Linked DNA regions of Sus scrofa: region 2 is linked to region 1. The links are chromatin contacts, called in public Hi-C maps. All regions are on one chromosome and are shown on one strand. The core of a region is the stretch at or near the end of the contact, and the rest is flanking DNA. Distances in the headings are between cores, read along the strand shown.

Region 1 (2,756 bases), core at 130-2,629:
TGGTGCCCCCAAACAACCATGTCACAATCTAGTTTTCACTTACAATTATTGGAAACAAATTTGCAATTCCTTTAGAATTCCTTCTGAGAACAATAGCACTTGAATTAGTCTTATGGGTGTGATGTGAGGGTATTGAAAGGCCCCATTTGGAGCTCCCTCCTGCCTCCCCTGGTTAAGGAATCTGGCATTGTCACTGCTGTGGTTCTGGTTACAGCTGTGGTGCTGGTTTGATCCCTTGACAGGGGACTTCTGCATATTGCAGGTGAGGCAGAAAAAAAAAAAAAAAAAAAAAAGCCCCACTTTTCCTAAAATATTTCCGCTGTAAAGACTGCCTCCTCACTACCCCTACCAGATACCAGATCCTTCATCTTTCAGTTTCCCTCTCAGGAGCAATTTTATTCTTATTCCTTATTCCACAAAGGAAAGAATGTTGCTCTTAGCAAGTTTCTATAGAACACAGGCAGATATTAAGTAGCTGGAATCTGAGCACAGCCTAGTGAAGGCCATGCTAAAAATTTTGCTGTACTTGCACCTTTCTTAATGAGCTGAAAGCAGAACCAGAGTTTTATCTGTCTATCCATCCATCTATCCCTCCATCCAACTATCATCCATCTATGAATAAGAAGGCCTCTAACTTTTCCAGCTACTAATAACATAGCAAGCACCTGTCTTCTGCATGAATATCTACTGGATAAAATTATTCCATCAGTTTTGATAATAGGGAATCACAGGACTCTGCCCAGGGACTGGCTCTTCTGATTTGAAAGTAAATGTCTTAACCTCCCTCACTCTGGCATTTATTTTCCATAAACAGTGCTGGCTTTGCCCCTGCATTCTTGTAGCAGCAGGAGACCATTATCCTGTGAGAATGTTCTCTCTCCTTTCACATTATCTTTTAATTATTGCCCTCTTTTCAATAGACAATGCCTTTAGGAATTTTCATGTAATTTCCCCCCTCCATTCCTCCTCTGACTTGTACTGCCACAGGAGAGGATTTGGGTATTAACCCCAGAAAGTCCAGAATAATGAATCTCGTAGACAGTTGGCTCAGTATCCAAGGAATCCTTTGAGAGGGGGCTGAGAGGCTGTGAGCAACGTGCAAGGCAAAGGCTTGGGAACTAAAAAATTTGCATTGAAGCCTTCAAGGGAAAAAGGAAAGAACAATGGAAATCTCAAGGCTGACGGAGAAGGGGGACAGAAGATTTAGTTTTTCCCACATGCCAGTCTCTCAAGACCATCCCTCTCATTTATTTATTTGGAAGAAAAGGTTTCATCCCTCCCACTAACAAAAATAGCCTTCGCTATGTAAATCCCATCTCTGCTGTTTCGTTGAGCCTGTAGCCAGCCAGATGAAAACAATGACTGCAAAAAATGGAGAACTCCCTTGATGCATCTTAATGGCTGTTTGTTAACTTCAAAGTGACCATTTAAATGCTAACCCTATGAAGCAAGTAATCCAAAACATAAGCACCCAGTTTGAATCATTAGCATTTAATTATCTACCTTTTTTTCGGTTGTTAATTTATAATGAAGGGTAGAGTCATCATATATGTGTATATACACACGTTTTTAAAAACACTCTAGGACAGCTTTATGTTTAGACATAAATGCTTCTCTTATTATTTACGAATCCACGAGGCCCTCTGTTAAGGTTACCATTTTCTACAGAGGCACATACAAAACCTATTAAGAGATTTCAAACCTTACCCCCCCACACACACCTCACTCCTAGTGCTCAAGGGATCCATGTAATTCTGTTCAATTTGTCATCAATATATATTGACTGCAATTGCGATGTCATGTAACAGAACATTGAGCTCTGAAACTGCAAATGTTTCTGGCAGTGAAAGAGTGGGCTGAAGTTTTTCCATTTCTTTGAAAATACAGGAAAAAAAGAGAAATTCCTGGTGCTTTTTCAACATAATATATAAAGGTCACCGACAATAGCCCACCTATAGATGCTGATGTGTGACATTTAAACTGAATACAAGGAAAGCATGATAAGCATTAAAAAGAACTAGCTGCTTTCAAGATAATGCTGTTTACCAAATCATTTCTCTTCTGGGAAAAAATTAAACGTACCATTCCATTTTATGTCTCAGCTATTGCTCAAGAAATATACATATACAGTGTCTTTGAGAATGTGAATAAAGAATAGAATGTCTATTACTGATATTTAATTCACTGATTCATAAATAAGTTTTAAAATGTGGCCTGGGCTGTCCAAACTGGCACCTGGGGAAATATTATTTGGGACGTATTTTCAATTGTTTAGGTGAAACAAAATGAGGTGTTTATGTTGAACAGTTGAAAAAAAACAGTCATTTAGAAACTTGTTCTATTTTTGCCCAATATAGGATACAACGCGACTGGATTGATTTCTCTCTGCAACATCTAATTGTTTAACAGAATTTTTGAAATTAACCCCTGTTTTAGCATTATGTTGTGAGAGGTTAATAGAGTAGGTTAAGCAGAAATTCCCCAATTGAACCCTTGCCCCATTAAGGCTCCCAAGGAACTGCTGAGATCAGGTAGATGCCTAGAATCTGTGGGATGAGTGAAAGGAAAAGGAAGAGGAACAGAAGGATCTAGATTCCTGGGTTCACTAGTCTGAATGAGAATCTACTTTTGCAGTTCTGTTAGGGAACCATGGACTGAAACTGCCTGCCCTGGTCAACGGTGAAAATAACCACTTGCACAAGTTGTCTGACAAGAGGAGGTCCCGAAACTAATAAGCTGCCGCCAAACCCAACCAA
Region 2 (2,756 bases), core at 129-2,628, 150 kb before region 1:
AACAATTCAATGGAACACTACACTGCTTTTGAAAAGATTGAAATGGTTTTCTATGTCAGGGATGAAAAGATTTTGAAGATATTTTGCCAAGAGTAGCCAAGTGATTGTGTTTGTTCAAAAAGGAAGACAAAGATAAAATATAGCAGGATACCTTTATTTTTTTATTTTTTTGTTTTTATTTTTATTTTTATTTTTTGTCTTTTTGCCTTTTCTAGGATAACTTTAATACTGAGAACTCAACCTTGGGAGAGGAACAACTATCTGATGTACTTTTAATATTTACAAATGACTTTTACAATAAAAAAGAGTCAGTATTTCTTGTGCACACTTAATTCTTTCTAGATGCTCATCTTTTCTCTTGTTCTCTTGATGTCTCTGACTACTCTGTCCAAGTAGCACATTTTTAATTACCCTGGCTCATTTAGGTAGACTTAGTGAAAGGATTTAAGAGCTGGACAGAACTGGCTTTGGATAGGGGTTCTGTCAATAGAATAAAGTGACTTAGCTTTTCTATAGCTCAGTTGCCTTGCCTTCAAATGCAGATGAGTTTTACCTAACTCTTTTGTATATAGATTGAGTTAAAATCCATAGAGCTCTGAGCAGGAAGCCTGGCCAATAGCAGGCAGAAACTTTTTCTGCTAATTCTCCCCTAATTATATAGAATTTGGCTAACTTTAATTTTGATGGGATGTGGAGCTTTTGTGGTCCATACGTGCCGTTTTGGTAGCATGGTTAGGGTGTATTTTATCTTTTTCCTTGAGACATAAATCTGTTAAATGTTTTGTTTTCTAATTACCTTTGCAGTTGAGGGCACATGCCGTGGATATTAATGGGAATCAAGTGGAAAACCCCATTGACATCGTCATCAATGTTATTGACATGAATGATAACAGACCTGAGTTCCTACACCAGGTGTGGAATGGCACGGTTCCCGAGGGATCCAAGCCTGGTAAGTTTGAAGATCACAATTTGGAGATTGCTTGAGAACGTGTAGTGTAACCCAGCACTATTGTATATATGTGCTTATATAGCAAAATAAGGAGAAATCGTGTGAGCGTTTTCTTTCATTCCTACCGCTTTTAGGGAAAAGGGGAAACTTAAGGAAAATTGGATTTCAGAGAGAAAACAGAAAAAATATCCCTCTAGGGCCCACTATAACTTTTTCCACCTTTGAAAAAATATATGCTATAGTATCTGATTCTCTTACTATAACATCTGTATGATCCTTTCTGTTCCTAAAGTGCAGATTTTATAAGTCATAGCAGCACCTAAAACAATTGGAGAGTCTTAAAACACTTGGTGCTCCTGGGGCCAGGCAGTGAGTCAAAACTAACAGCGGAGAGGGGGCTTGGTGACAACTTAGTGCTGTTTCCTGGCTACACTAGATGTTGACTTTTAGGGTGACCCTTGTCCCCTGCAGCCCTTGTATTTAAACTAATGTCATGGAAAGTGACCCAGCCTAGAAACAGCAGTTGCCAAAACGCCTCTCGCCATTGTGAAGTGATGTTTGACTAAGGTTTTAGATTCTTGTACCAAAAACCCTATAAACTTCAGTCACAGGAGAATAGCGAGGCCAGAAAGGCCTATTGAGTTGGAAAAACTCATGGACAAGAAAATCAGTTGGCATAGAGATGGCAAAAGGAAACATTTCGCCAGCTTTCCTGAGATGATTTGGTGTTTGGAGAGACAATTAATTATATTTTAATATTGTTTTTAAGAAAGCCTTGACATTTAGCTTATGTTCTATATTCCTTTCGTCATCTATAGAAGTTTGTGCATAAGCGAATTTGAAGATATAACCAGCTATGCCTTAAACTGGCACTTTTCCTGGTCCGAATACCCTTGTCTGTCTCCTCAGAAGAGCAGGGGGGGGATGGGGCAGCTGGGGTGAGACAACAGGGCCTGTGGAGGAAGTTCAACCATCTGTGGCTCCATCTTGAGTCACATTTCAGAGCGGCAGTCATGAGCATTTTAAAAATCGAGTACTGTTAAACATATCCTTAGTAAAACAAAAGGCTTCTACGTATATTCTAAAGATAAATAAACATTGTGCTTTTTTGTCTGGGGAAGTTGTCTTGGTTTTTTTAAACCCATTCACTGTCTTTTTTCATCTATTTTTTTTTTTTCCTAACTTTATTAAAAAGTGTTGTTTCACAAAAATGGCCAAGCACTTTTATGGAAATATTTATTATGCATTTGACCATAAATTCCCATTATGCATTTGACCATAAATTCCCATCAAGGCCTCCCATAAATAAATGACTCTCAATGATCAGAAGTAAAGGCATTTCGCGAGTCGATTTCTGCCGTGGTTCTCTAAGTTTGAAAACATCCTTCTAGGCACCGTTTGATAATGTCATGAGTTTTGAGTGAAACTTAAGTGCAATCCCTTAAGCACCATCTTGGTTCAAGAGTCCAAAACTTCTTTTTTGTAACCATTCATTCATTCAACAAATGTGTACAGAGCATGCGCTGTGTGCCAGGGTACTGTTCTGACCCTGGATACAGCAGGGACAAGCTCATTGTGCCCTGTTGGAGCTTAAAGTCTAGTAGAGGATAAAAATAAAAGGCAAATAAGCAAATGTGCAAGAAAGTTTTTTGGGGAAAAATAATCAAAGTCGGCCCATAAATAGGGTGTCTTATTTAGAGGGACAGGCTCTGAATTATGTGAACAAGCCTTAGTTAATTCTGGGGGCTGGGGGGAATGTACCCTGTGGAAGGAACAGCCATTGTAAAGGCACTCAGGTAGAAGTGAG

Evidence for each region. Hi-C and Micro-C count contacts between places; a contact is called where the count stands out from the background.
Region 2: a contact with region 1 is called in a Hi-C map of epiblast stem cells, with 1.6 times the contacts expected there. The contact joins two enhancer-like sites. A contact is called at or near these places in 2 of 47 Hi-C or Micro-C datasets (embryonic fibroblasts and epiblast stem cells).

What each region holds. Positions count from the first base shown.
Region 1 is chr6:112,301,159-112,303,914 of Sscrofa11.1, reverse strand. No RefSeq gene overlaps it. Among named protein-coding and RNA genes, the nearest start is that of CDH2, 330 kb to the left of the region's middle. Within about 2 kb of position 1,379, at least 6 of the 83 cell types and tissues checked have an H3K27ac peak or open chromatin away from gene starts, as enhancers often do. A contact at or near this core is called in epiblast stem cells, where this site is marked.
Region 2 is chr6:112,452,228-112,454,983 of Sscrofa11.1, reverse strand. CDH2 (cadherin-2) reads left to right here. Exons shown (of 16, transcript XM_021096205.1): 6 at 805-949. Among named protein-coding and RNA genes, the nearest start is that of CDH2, 180 kb to the left of the region's middle. Within about 2 kb of position 1,378, at least 4 of the 83 cell types and tissues checked have an H3K27ac peak or open chromatin away from gene starts, as enhancers often do. A contact at or near this core is called in epiblast stem cells, where this site is marked.